Linked DNA regions of Gossypium arboreum: region 1 is linked to region 2. A link is a contact called in public Hi-C data. All regions are on one chromosome and are shown on one strand. Each heading gives the region's core, a stretch centred on a gene start, on an enhancer-like site or on the middle of the called end of the contact. The rest is flanking DNA. Distances are from core to core; before and after follow the strand shown.

What was found. A called contact is a pair of places that touch in the nucleus more often than the background predicts.
Region 1: a contact with region 2 is called in a Hi-C map of leaf, with 5 times the contacts expected there. The contact joins two enhancer-like sites. A contact is called at or near these places in 2 of 5 Hi-C or Micro-C datasets (both in leaf).

Annotation. Positions count from the first base shown.
Region 1 is chr2:86,326,926-86,333,978 of ASM2569848v2, forward strand. No RefSeq gene overlaps it. Among protein-coding and RNA genes, the nearest start is that of LOC108466699, 24 kb to the left of the region's middle. Within about 2 kb of position 1,841, at least 1 of the 2 cell types and tissues checked has an H3K27ac peak or open chromatin away from gene starts, as enhancers often do. A contact at or near this core is called in leaf, where this site is marked.
Region 2 is chr2:85,737,626-85,744,015 of ASM2569848v2, forward strand. No RefSeq gene overlaps it. Among protein-coding and RNA genes, the nearest start is that of LOC128289669, 59 kb to the right of the region's middle. Within about 2 kb of position 4,481, at least 2 of the 2 cell types and tissues checked have an H3K27ac peak or open chromatin away from gene starts, as enhancers often do. A contact at or near this core is called in leaf, where this site is marked.

The sequences.
Region 1 (7,053 bases), core at 591-3,090, 590 kb after region 2:
TAACCACATATAGTAAAATTTAAACTCATATTCAACGAGATAATAGGACTAAAACTAGATGATCAAAGTCCCAAATCTTCAACTTTGCCAAAAAACGCAAAACATCTTTGGCCTAAATTTTGTTTTAAATTGAGGTAATTAATAGTGTTATATATAGAGACTTAAGTGGATGGGGTCTTGATTTAATAACAACAAAAGTTATCAAATCATTATGAATTCGTATCTACGTCTCTAAATTTATTCTAGCGTAAGTATATATATTAAGGTGATATTGTCTTATACGAATTATGTAAATATAACTATATAAGAGAAATTATTTGATATAATATTAATGAAGTTTTAAACTTTATAAATAAAGTTAAGAGACTGACAAATCTCTTATATTAGTATAATTAAATATTAAAAATAAATATTTAAAAAAAAGGTACATATATCAAATTTTAAAACAGTTTGTAGAATAAAATGCGTACACAACTAATATACTAAATGCTCACTTTAAACATAATATTAATTAAAGAAATATTAATTAGTAAAATAATCAGATCAAAACATTAGTGAATAGTAGTTAATGTGATTCAATCTATTTTTCTCAAATCAAATAAAAAATGAGTGAATAGTAGTTAATGTAAAGAGCCCTTAAACTTTTTTTTTAAAAAAACAATTACGTGGGTTTTTTTCTTTTTGCACTCAATTGAATTTTTTTTATGCATTTTTAAAAGTTCAAGTATCCAAGTGCAAAAAAAAAAAAAAAAAGGGCTTCTTTTTTTTAATTTTGAGGGTTTTTTTCACCCTGAAGCCAATTTTAAATAACTCTTTGTGTAAAGTACAAGAGCAACCTTCCAATTATTTAATTTATTCTATTCTGATCACTAAACTATTACTTTTTTATTTAATCACCCTACTTTTCGAAATTAAATATTTTAGCCACTCTTATTATTAACTTAGTAGCGAAAGTCTAACATAGGCTTTTTTATTGGCCTAATAACACATTTAGTCTTCCAATATTTATATATTCTATCAATTTAACCTTAAATCTAATTAATTCAACAAATTTAACCTTTAATGTTTACAAAATTTATCATTTTAGTTATAATTCTAAAATTCTAAAATATATTTTAAAAACTTAAAAATATTTTTATATTTACTTTTTAAAATTTTTATCATTTTTATTTATTTATTTTATAATTATATTTATTTTTTCTCATCAACTTTGCTCATTTTCTTATCAACCAAGTATGTAAAAACACCATAAATTTAAATCATGTTTTTATTTAATCTCTTTTGATTTAATCTTTTTTTTCTTTTATCACATTGTTTATCTCACATACCTAATTAAAACTCAAAAGAAGATAAAAATAACTATTTATAAACCCAACAATGGTTGGGTTGATAAGACCAACACCGACAACCTTAGTCTTTACTACAGACTCTAATATTTTCGTGTTTTTACCATTTTTAACTTAAGCATTAAAAAGTGATTGCATGTGAAGACTATTGCATTTGATATTTCTAACTTCGCAAATTGAATGAAAGAAAGAATAAAGAGAAGATACTATTGAAAGTTATTTTAGATAAAAGATATTTAAAATAATTTTATATTTATAATTAGAAAGAAAATGATAAAGATGCTAATTTAATTAAATGTTATATAGGTATAGAAATGAGTTTTTAATAAAGACATGGTGGTGTTTATGAAAAATAAAAACGTGCTCGTTTTCATACTTCGAAATGTAAAAAATGATTTGTAGTGAATGTGACTGAAGGGGTTCAAGAGTCAAAAGTCAACGTTATCCGCTGCCTTCTTATTTATATATTTATTTCAGCTACCATAATAAATAGTGAGCAATAATTTCATACGTCCACACTATAAAATTCGTAGCCCATATATTTGACCGGCAATCCACTTCCTGCACCCATATTTACATTTCATTAAAAACATGACAATACTTATCTTTTGCATGCTTTCTTTTATAATTTGTTTACAAATTAACTATAGTTTCAACCTCAATATATATCCGTCTCTACAGTCTATCACCCTCTTCAATACATGTATATACTCCATCTTTTGTTTTTGTCTATAAAATATATTTTTATCAATCAAATATTAATTAACTTTAAAATTTTAAAATACTCAAAACCAATTTTGATGAAAATGTACATTTAATTTGATAAAAGAATTGCACTTCAAATTATGTGAAAATTATGTTGCTTACCTTATTAATGGCCTAAACAATAAATTTATTAATTATCTCTCATAAAAAATATTGATGATTATATTTAATCTAAAATTATTAGAAAGAGCATCTAATTTCCTCTACTCCATCTCCAATAATAAAATGCAAAGTGGACTAAGTTTATAAAATTCCTATACTTTGTATTGTGATTAATAAAATTTACTTTTAACAAGTTTTAATATGTGTACTAAATAAACTTAAAATATTTTGGGTCGTTAATCCTATTCATTCAATTAGAGGTAAATTCAAGAGGGCAAATCATATATGATGAAACTATTCATTCATCTAGAAGTGAATTTAAGAGGGCAAGTCATATATGATGAAACTATTAGTTAATACATGATAGCATTACATTTTATCTTTAAAAATAAAATATTTTATTCCATACAAAAATAATAAAGCTATATATTGTATATGATAAAATTATGTTTAACCTCTCAAAAATTATAATGTAATTCAAATCTTCTACAATCCTGCTTATAAATATTTTTTAATTTTACCAGCAATGAATAAAATAATTATCCATATATATATATATATATATATATATATATATATATATATATATATATATATATATATATATATATATATATATATATCATTTAATACGTTGCAAGTTGAATATTTTAACTCTGAAAATAAACTTTAAAACTTTCATATATACAACACTTAATTTTTATTTTTATCATACCTTAAAATCTAGAATCTGTCAAATAATATTCATAAATGAATATGTATCACAATGTGCCATCTATAAATATAATGAACACTTGTTATTGAGATTTAAAATGATCCTTACCCGTTTGTGACTTGAAATGGTCGGAGCTCACATGGTGATGGGAGAAGAATTAAGGTGTATGGCGCCCACTTCATCAGAATTTGTTCCTTTTTATCTTTTGGTAATATACAAATTAAGAATTGCTTGTTTTTTATGGGGGAAATTAAGAATGACTTCGAGGATTCTTGCAAGTTCCCTAACCCCAAAAATTAATTAATAAATACAAAGATTTTTTTTTTCTTTTGGTTTTATGTGTTAACTACGCCATGTGATAGTCACCTTCTTTGTCTCCTTGACTTTGGGGGGGGGGGGGGGGGGTTAGGCTAATATTTGAAGCCCCCCCAAGGAACAACTTAAATTTATTATCTATTCATATATAAATGTTAAGACGGTTGGGAGTTGGAGAGTAATAAAATCCTTTGCCTGCTTGGTCAATTTGAGTAACATGGGCATTCGTTACATGGATTATACATTTGTTTGTAAATGATCCAACATGTCCAATTTAGAAAGTTTCCTCCAATCATTTCAGCAACCAATGATTATGATGGCTAATTGACCATTTCAATACAGAATGAAACTAATTTCCCCCTCAAAGTAAACAATAACATCCATGCAGAGATACCTTGTTTCAATTAAATGACAAATTATGTATTTTTCTACATTATTGTAGAGGTTATTTAAAAGATTAAAGTTGGAATTCATGTGAACTGAGGACTAATCAACATAATTTCTTTTTCATTCCAACTACCACTCCTTCAATGTCCGTCCAAAGGCCGAATAAGTATGTTTTACTATCTATGAAGCTTAAATTTAAATATTTTATTAATTTAGATAAATTTGTGTTAAGTCATGTTCAAAAACCAATTGGTAATTCGAATTTAACAAGCTACCAAATTGATATTCTAATTTGAACAGTAGGCAAAAACAAACCAACTCTTTTTTATTCAACCATTTGTATATAAATGATAAATCCCGAGTAAAAAACACTGGTCTCGGACTAATGGCTACTTATAGATTGCATCGTCAAGCCTTCTTTCAATATGAAAAACATGCCAACCTCATGAAGTTAATTCATCCTTATTCATAAAACAATATTAATTTTAAATTTATGTTTCACCTCATAGTCGAACAGTAGATAAAACAATAATCTTGGTGTAGTTAAAATTTTTGAGTTGGCATGTTTGATTTTTTAAATCATATAACTTATGATTTAAATTTGTTGAGCAGCAAATGAGGAAGAAATTTTGTCCTACAAAATAAATTAATTATCCTCATCCATTTGATAGCCTAGGAGAAGTTTGAAGTGCTTAGAGAGACTATCTTTATCCTTATCTTTTAAGTGATATGAGGTTGTTTTAATGATGGATTAATGAGATTATTTATTAGAGAATTTGTGCAAATAATTTCAGCATTTGACTAAAGGGATAAAGCTTTATCTTGTGGCTGCAGATCATGCTGTTCATTGCCTGCAGCTCGATGGGGATATTGTTGGACAGTTTGTTGAGTGTCTTTAGTTTTTGTATTTTGCTATTTTAATTGGGTAAATTAGTGACACTATTTTAGGTATTTATTGGAGAGAGTTTTATTGTTTGTATGTGGGGAGATTTTGGGAGAGTGGTTTGTAACCATTTGAGTTTAATATTGGGGCTGCAAATATTCATTGGTGTAAGGGTAGTTTGGACTTTAGCTAATAGTTGATTTGGACGAATTATGGAATAAAATATTCTCTAAGCAAGGCTTCACATATTAAAGAATTCGAATTGCGTTAACAAATATTACATATTATTTTCTCCTTACTTTTCTCTTTGCTTCACTTTATTTTAAAATTGTTCTATCATAATTTATTCTGTCCCATTCTTTACTTTAACAGAACTTAGAACAATTTATTTTGTAATCAACTAAATTATATGTTCCTACAATAGTTCAAATATCAAAGTTGGAACAAAGTGAAAACCAAAACTTTTTCATTTATTAATAAACTTATAGAAGCAATCAAACATCAATCTCAATAGAAAATATAAGAGATAAGTGCTTACAAAGTAGAAGAACTGGAAGAAGAAAACATTCTACATAAGGTAAAGAAATTTTAATTAAAGTGGTGGCTTGTGTAGTGTTTTACCTACTCAATTTCATGTTCTAAGCTCCTTAAAAGAAACTTTGCTTTGATAACTCAACAATGGCTAATTACTAGTAGGGACAAAAGGAAAATGAAATAAATATCTCAATGAATGCTTCACCTTTAAGTAAATATAGAATGTCTAAACCTAAACCTAAAACTTTAACCTCTAAATGTTTTTCAATCTACTAAATTGACCTATTAATCTAAACAAAGCTTGATCTAAACCTTTCATCCCTCCCTTGGCTGAAATGTATTATTCACACGCGGAGTAACATATCCACACCACTCACAATCAAGAAGTTACCTTTTATTAATTTTGGTACTATAACTACTTGAACCTAGATGGGTTCTGTAGGGATGAATTGGTTGGAGTTTACAATTTTGGCCTTTTGTATGTTTAAGAGAATGAACACCATTGTAGATTGTTGGAGAAAAATATGTGAAAGACATGAAAAACTCATTTTCTTGATATGTTTTCGGTAAAGGGAAGTTTTTGGCGATTGTTTAAAATAATAGAAAAGCGAAAGAGGGAAAAAAAAAAAAAACCAAACATTTGGTTCGTAATTATCAAAATCAAAATCTGAAATTATACGAGTAGCAACTTCTCTTTTATTTGTATTAAAAAAATAAACTAAAATAATTCTATGAATATAACTGTAACATTAATTAAAATGTAATACATCATTTCGTTTCACACTGGTTTGGTTGAAAATGAAAATTAAAATTGAAATTGATTAGTGGAGAAGACTCTTCTAAATTTCTAGAAATGGAGCAATGGGTTCACATGCCGACCGTACATGTAATGTATTCTGGATATTTCATTTTCATCCAAGTTCAAACGTTTTAGTCAACTTGGCTAACTAAGTTAGGTTGACGTTCTAGAGATAAGAAAATGAAGTGAAGAAAGTGTTAGGGTTCTCTGTTCACAATTAGTTTCAACTTCATTTTGTTAATGAGGACCTGACTAATGGAAGTTTTTCTTTTTAATGCAAAAGTGTAGAGGAAGCCTTGGTTAAATGGGGGAAGAGTTTATAGATAATTATATTGATTATGATTATAATTTTTGAAAATATATACTAATAATATTTATAAATATAAATTACTGTTTTAATTGGAGAAATCTATTTAATACTTTCATGCTTTTATTATTATTCCTTAATTTTGGAATTTCTTTTGTAAGATTAAATCACTTACGTCTCATCAAAGCCTCTCTTTTTTTAAAAAATTTTCATGCAATTCATGGCCGTATTTTGGGCCAAATAAAACCCAAAGTAATATGCGGGCGAAATTTTGGGTTTCTTATTTCATTTATCAACTAAGACAAGTCCCGGCGGAACAGCTGAAGTGGTTTGGGCTGTGGCTATTGGATTCGGGTTTTTTCTTTAGACAGTTTTAACTATACCTAATAAAATTATACTATATAAATAAAAGGCTTAATATTTTATTTAATATTTGGGTTTCATACTTTTTTAAGTGGTGGTGGTTTTTTTCAATGTGGTAAAATTTATATATTTTAATTCCAAAAGGTGAACGATGTTATTTTTTTTTTCAATAGTTAATTTCATTTCAGTACGGCCCATGTTAGTCAAAATATTCTGTTCTGGTGATAAATTGGAAAAACAAATTTTAATGTCCATTCTGGCGTACATTTTGGTAGGTATTGACTATATTAGTGTATATTGGTTGATATCGTTTATACTGGCTGGAATATGGTATATTAACCAGTAAAAAAAATGAAATTTAAGATATTGTTGAATGATTAATTGCTATATGCATAGTAAGTATGGGATGATTTTATTATTTAATTTATAGATTGTTGTTGGTTTTGAGTTTGTTTAATGATAAATGTATTTGTGAAGATTATTAAAAAGTATTTTATATAATTGATGAGTATTTATATTTGAGATTTATTTGCTATT
Region 2 (6,390 bases), core at 3,231-5,730:
TAAATAATTATAAAAGTAAATTATATTAAACTATATAATTATAATATATTAATTTAATAAAGAATGAATAAAAGAAATAAAAAAAGAAAAAGAAATGCACGGATGAGCAGGAAAAGAAAGAAGGAAAAAAAAAGAAAGAAAAAAGAAAAGGGAAAATTAAGGTTTTAAAATTTCAAGCTTGATTGGTAAGTCAATTTGATCCCTTTCCTTGTAATTTTGATGTGTAATTTTGATGTTTTTGGAATCTTGGAACAAAGCCCTACTTGAATTATGTTGAAATTTAAGAAGATAGTGAATTTTTAGATGTTGATTAAGTTGAATTATTGAGTAAATTATGAGATAAAATGATAGAAAATGCAAGTCCGAAGTGGGAGAATGATTAAATTGTAAAGAGAGATATAAGTTTTATTATAGTAGGGACTAAATTGTTTAAATTGTAGAATTGATTTTTATATTGAATAATAAGAGTTGAAACTTGTTTAAAGTAGGTATTAAATGAAAATATAAGATTTATTTAAAGAGAAAGAATGGTTATGGTGGAAGGACTAAATTGGAATTGATGTAAAAGTTACATGGAAAAATAGAAGAGTGTCTTATTAAATGATATGTATTGATAGTATTAAATGTTAATTTTTCCGTAGCTAACGTAGCACTTGAAATGTTATCAAAGAAAGGAAAGAAGAAAGGAAACGAGGATATCGAGTAAACCTGAGCAATTACTGTTTGTATTTCTATAAACTAAACTTAATGCATAATTATTATTATCCCTAAAATGTATACTAGATGAACATAAAGGTAAGTACATTTATTATCAAATTATGGAAACCCTATTAACAGAGTTGGGCTAGTCGGATATAGTTGGTATGCTATAGGATTGGAAGTGTTAAGGGACATTCCGACTTTGTGTCAATGAGACACTATAAGTGTCGCCTTCTTATCAAGTATCTTTATTCTTTGTTTGATTTTTTTCGATGACGTACTACGTGTACCGCCATCTTTATCAAGTATTGTTACCCTTATGGTGTATTCTGGCTTCGGCCGATGAAACACTGTATGATATCCCGGTGTGTGGGTTCGATCCTTGTATCCATTTAAGTCTGAGTTATGTTAATAAGGGAAATAAAGGCACTAAAGACTGACTGTTACTAATTAAGTGATTTTACTAAATGTTAACTGTTATCAAATGATATGAAAGGTATACTGAAAGTGATTAACATGATTTAAGTGCTATAAGATGAAGATAAGTAAAAGAACTTTTAAGATGATGGAAATAGAAACTTCAACTCCAAATATGTATATGACTATTTATTGCTTTAAGTATTAGTTTATACAAATACCACTGAGTATATACTCAGCGTACGATTTGTTTCCGTGAGCAGTTTAGGTATGGAGTAGATATCGTTTCAGTTTCCAAGCCCACTCCCGAACTCAAATACTTGATGATGTATCTAATCTTGAGAAATGGCATGTACCTAGGTTATTTTTGAAGTTTTTTTGTTTATAAGTGATGTTGGTGAAGAATGTAATAGATAGCTAATTAATGTAATGTGTGTGTTATAATATAGTTCTTTTTAAATTGAATTGAATGGTATTTAAGTGCAAATTTCAAAGTAGTTTGTTTAAGGGTTATTAAAATTAAGAATTAATCTTTGGTATGATGGTTAATGAGTATTAAGTGTGTTTATCATATTTTGGATTGGTTGAAATTTTGAATATTAGATTGCTTGTTGTTTAAAGTTGCAGGGTTGGTAAATTTGAATTTTAAAGTTCATTCATAGCCCACACGGTTTGACACACGGGCGTGTGACCAGACCGTGTGAGACACACGGCTTGCACATAGGTGTGTTGTTAGGTCGTGCGTCCCCTGCATCCTTAAATGTGAAGTCAAGATAGTACACGGGCAAAAGACACGGCCGTGTGTCTTAGCTGTGTGAAGGACACGGGTTTTAAGCACGGTTGTGTGTCAAAAACATGTGAAAATGGCTTTAAAATGGTGAAAAATCAGTATACCACACGGCCTAGCCACATGGGTGTGTGCCCAGGCTGTATGCCCCTCTGATGCTTAAGAAATTGCAAGTCAGATTTGCCCATGGGCTGGCCACACGGCCATGGGAGCCCCACGGGCTAGCCACACGGCCATGTCCCAGGCCACACGGGCATGTGCCTCTATCTTCAAGGAAAAACTTCCAAAGTTGCCAGTTTAGTCCCGAACCACTTCTAAAACATGTATTGGGCCCCGTAGGCCCATATTAGGGACTTTATGGTGAAATTTAAAAAGATCTGATCTGGAACGTTAATTTATGACTCGATTTTGTATAAAAGTTAGTGTATAAGTTCGGCAATGCCTCGTAACCCTATTTCGGTGACGGATATAGGTTAGGGGTGTTACATACTGCTAATCCCTAACTTATTCTTCCCACTTCTTTCAAGTCGACTAGTAATAGTAGCCTCCTTAAGTGTATCAGATTGCAAGATTTATTTGGCATTAGCAGACCCCCAATCAACCACAAGATGGATGCGCACGCAAATCGTTCTCTTCAACGTCACTAGTAGAATCCTCGATAGTTTGGAAGTTGTCCTCAAACCATCTCATCTTGATCTAGCTACCCCTAAACTTGTTCAGCACCTTCCCTGGTAGTTGCTCGCATGTTGCACTCGAATCAACACTAATAAATGGCCCTGTAACAACTTCCATATTGAATCGTAGACTGAGTTTTAAACTAATGTCCTCGAGTGTGATTGTACATTCGCCGCAGGGAAGATGAAATGTGGGTATCTCCAGTCTTCATCTTTTGTCCAAAGCACTAATAAGTGGGGGGGATCCAATTTAGTCCCCCGAGCATGCGAGCCACGTATAAAAATCATGCATCTCGCAAGTGTCCTTAAATGGCATCCAGTGCACCTTCACTTAAATTGTTTATGTACGTCTCCAAAATCCGATCTTCGAAATGAGTAAAACATAAAAAATTAATAATCTAAAAAACATAATAATTAACCATTTAAAATTAGATAATTTAATAAATTTTCTTACCATTTGTAATTGAATACCACAAATATACTTGTTATCTAAACGAATAAGCTGGTTTGCCTTTTAAAAATTATAACGAATAAAATAAAATCGAAGAGAAAAAATTAAAAAATAATAAATGAGGATAAAAAATTGAGGATTGAAAATTGAGGATTGATAACATAAGATGGAAGAATGAGTATTAAGTATTTGGTTGAAAATGATAAAGTTTAGAGGGGTTTATATAAGGAATTTTATGGTTGTTGGAGTCCTTATAGTCGTTAGAAAAGTTACTATTGGAAGGAAAACGCGCCCTACCGGGAATGTTTTTATTCTCTCTTCTGAAAACACGTTCTACAAAGTGCGTTTCCGCTTATGTGGCAGCAAAAGCGCTCCTTCTAAAACGTGTTTTCCTTTTTCTCTCCAAAAATAACGTAAATTAGTAAATTTTGAAGAAATCAATATACTTTATCAGATCTTTTATTTTTTTCATCATATTCTATTAACTTAACCGATTAAATTTAAATAAAATTTATTAATAAATAATCAATAGTAATATTCTTATTTAATCCTATATTTGGATAATTAATAATAAAACAAAGATAAACAAATTTTATTTCTTGTTTGATTAGTGTGTAGAAAGGAAAGTAAATTCTTTGCATAGATAATTTTTAATTATAACCTTACTTAAATAATATAAAATAATTAAATTAAATTAAAATTATATAAAAATGTTCTTTATAAAATGATATCTACACGTGTTAATCAAAAAGTATAAATTGATTTGATAAAATTATAAATTTAATATAAATTTTTAAAAGTGAGGAGTCTTAATAATTCAAGAAGGAGAAAATAATTTTAATAGTTTGCTAAATTTATACAAATTTAAAAGGTAAAAAAGAGTCATAATAGTCTGGTAATTCCCTGAGTGACGGCGATGGTTCTAACGAAGACCGTAACACCAAAAAAGTAAGATTCAACGATATTGATGAAAATCCAGTAGAAAACATGGTGGTGGACATGGCCCTGGTGAGTGGTGCTACATGGAAGGATAAATTGCTTGGGGGAAAAGGTTCTAGATCTTTGGTCTCCTTCATGAATCTAAGCGAGACTTTTGACGAGACTTCGATTTTGAAGATGGATACATCCTTAGATCCACTGTTAATGGTATCCCTGCCATTGATTTCTCTGATAGAATTAAGAAAATTTTGGTCAAAGACATGGAAACCACAGTGGTGGTAAAATTGTTGGGGCGTAATATTGGATATGGTGTATTTTTCAACTGAATTTCGAGTCTTTAGAAACCATCTAAGCCCTTTCGATTAATGGATGTGGAAAATGAATACTACCTGGTTCGTTTTCAAGACAAAGATGATTACGAAATGGTTTTGGCAGAAGGACCTTGGGTGGTTTTTGGCCACTATCTCACAGTTCAGCGATGGACGGTTGATTTTAATCCGTTCAGGCCTTTCCCTAGTGTGGTTCTGGCCTAGATCCGATTCTAGGGATTACCAGGATTTCTGTACAACAAATGAGTATTAGAGGAAACCGGAGGGTTGGTCAGGAAAGTGGCCAAAATGGACATTAAAACAGGTAGGAGACGAGGGATCAGTTCGCTAGGATGGCGGTGTTCGTTAACTTAGAGAAATCATTAACCTCACACGTTCTGATTAATGGCAGGATACAAAGAGTAGAGTTTGAGGCTCTTCCTGTGGTTTGTTTTTCTTGTGGTAGATATGGACATTTGAAAAATGTTTGCCCTTTTTCTTTGACAGGTAAGATCACAATTAGCAGTCAACGCGTAGCCTCTGATTCGGCGGTGAATGGCTTTGCTCTACCAAAGACAGGGGAAGCCTTTGACCCTTGGATGGTTGTTAAACATAAATCATGGCACAATCAAGCTAGGAATAGGAATCATTAAGCTAAGATCCCGAAAAAATTTCAAACGACTTCCAAATTTGCTGCGCTGGAAATTGATTTAACGACATTTGAGGGTGAAGAATCCCGAAAGTTTGGGAATTAATTTCCTATAGAGGGATTTTGCTAAAAAATTAAAACGCAATTTTGAGGGGATCAAAAGCTGGGTCAGTGGAGAAGGAAAACACGGGAAAGTTGTCGCTGGACCAGAGCAGCAATAATGGGCCAAAAAAGTCAGTGAAGCCGACTAGCCTGGGACAGACATTAATAAACAGGGATTAGTGAGGTCTGCAGCGCTAGGGGGCCTGGACGCTGCGCCAGAACAGGCGGAGGGCCAGCAACACCTAGGGTGGGCTGGACAGAAAGCAGCGGGCTTGGAGGAAAAAAGAGATTTAGTTTTTGGACAAAACGATGCGGGCTTGGAGCAGGAGCAGGATTTAATTGTTAACCTAAAGTGGTGGGTTTGGAGCAGGCCAAAACTCCTAGAACAGGCTAGGTAAAACTTGATGGAACTCCTATCTTGCATTTTAATCCAATGCTCGAAGGTTCTTTAGAATCCGTGGTAACTTTAATTCCCAATTTATTCGACCCTAAATTTCTGCTGTGATTTTTAAAGAGAACAGTGACCTACAATTAAATTCTAAAAGAGCCAATGAGGGAACAGTGGCCTATGAAAGCCCTCGTATTTCTTCTAAAGGGTAAGGTTTTGGGATTAAAAGTGGACATGGATGACCGGAAAAGGCATTGAATAAGACTATTTGTGGACGAGAGCGTCATTTTAAACTTGCCAATAATTCTTGTGTTCAACTACCGGAAGCCATGAATTCTATGGTTAAGCTCTTCAGTGATCAAATGGTTTCCTCAGTAGATAAGTCTGGCATTCAAGATGGTGATGACCGTACATCTGTTTTGCTCTAGTGGTCGGTTATTTCTCTAATTTTTTAATTTAATTTATAAATTTTACTATTTTATCTTGGAATTGTCAAGGTTGTGCTAATTTAAAGTTTCTCCATGTTTTTCGTGAATATAACCGTGAACACAGACCGGATTTAATTGACCTTTTAGAAATGAGGGATAGTGGTGAAAAAGTCGATTCAATTATCTCGAAGCTCGGGTTTCAACATTCTAATCGTGTGGAAGCAATAGGGTTTTCGAGTGGTATTTGGATTGTTTTAAGGGATTCTTTTTGTGTTGAGATTATCAAAAGTCATTCCCAATTTCTCCTTGTTAAGGTTTTTGGGAGTAACTTCAAACATTCTTTTTTCACCACCTTTATTTATGGTAGCCCTGATAGTTGTAAAAGAAGACATCTATAGGGGCTTTGCATAGTACGATTCCGATGGATGATTCTCTGTAGATGGCGATTGTTGACTTTAACACTTTTTTTTCCTCTAATGAAAAGAGAAGAGGGCAGATTGTAGGGAAAATGTGTTCTCTTTTTGGAGATTTTATGGAGTCAGCTCAGT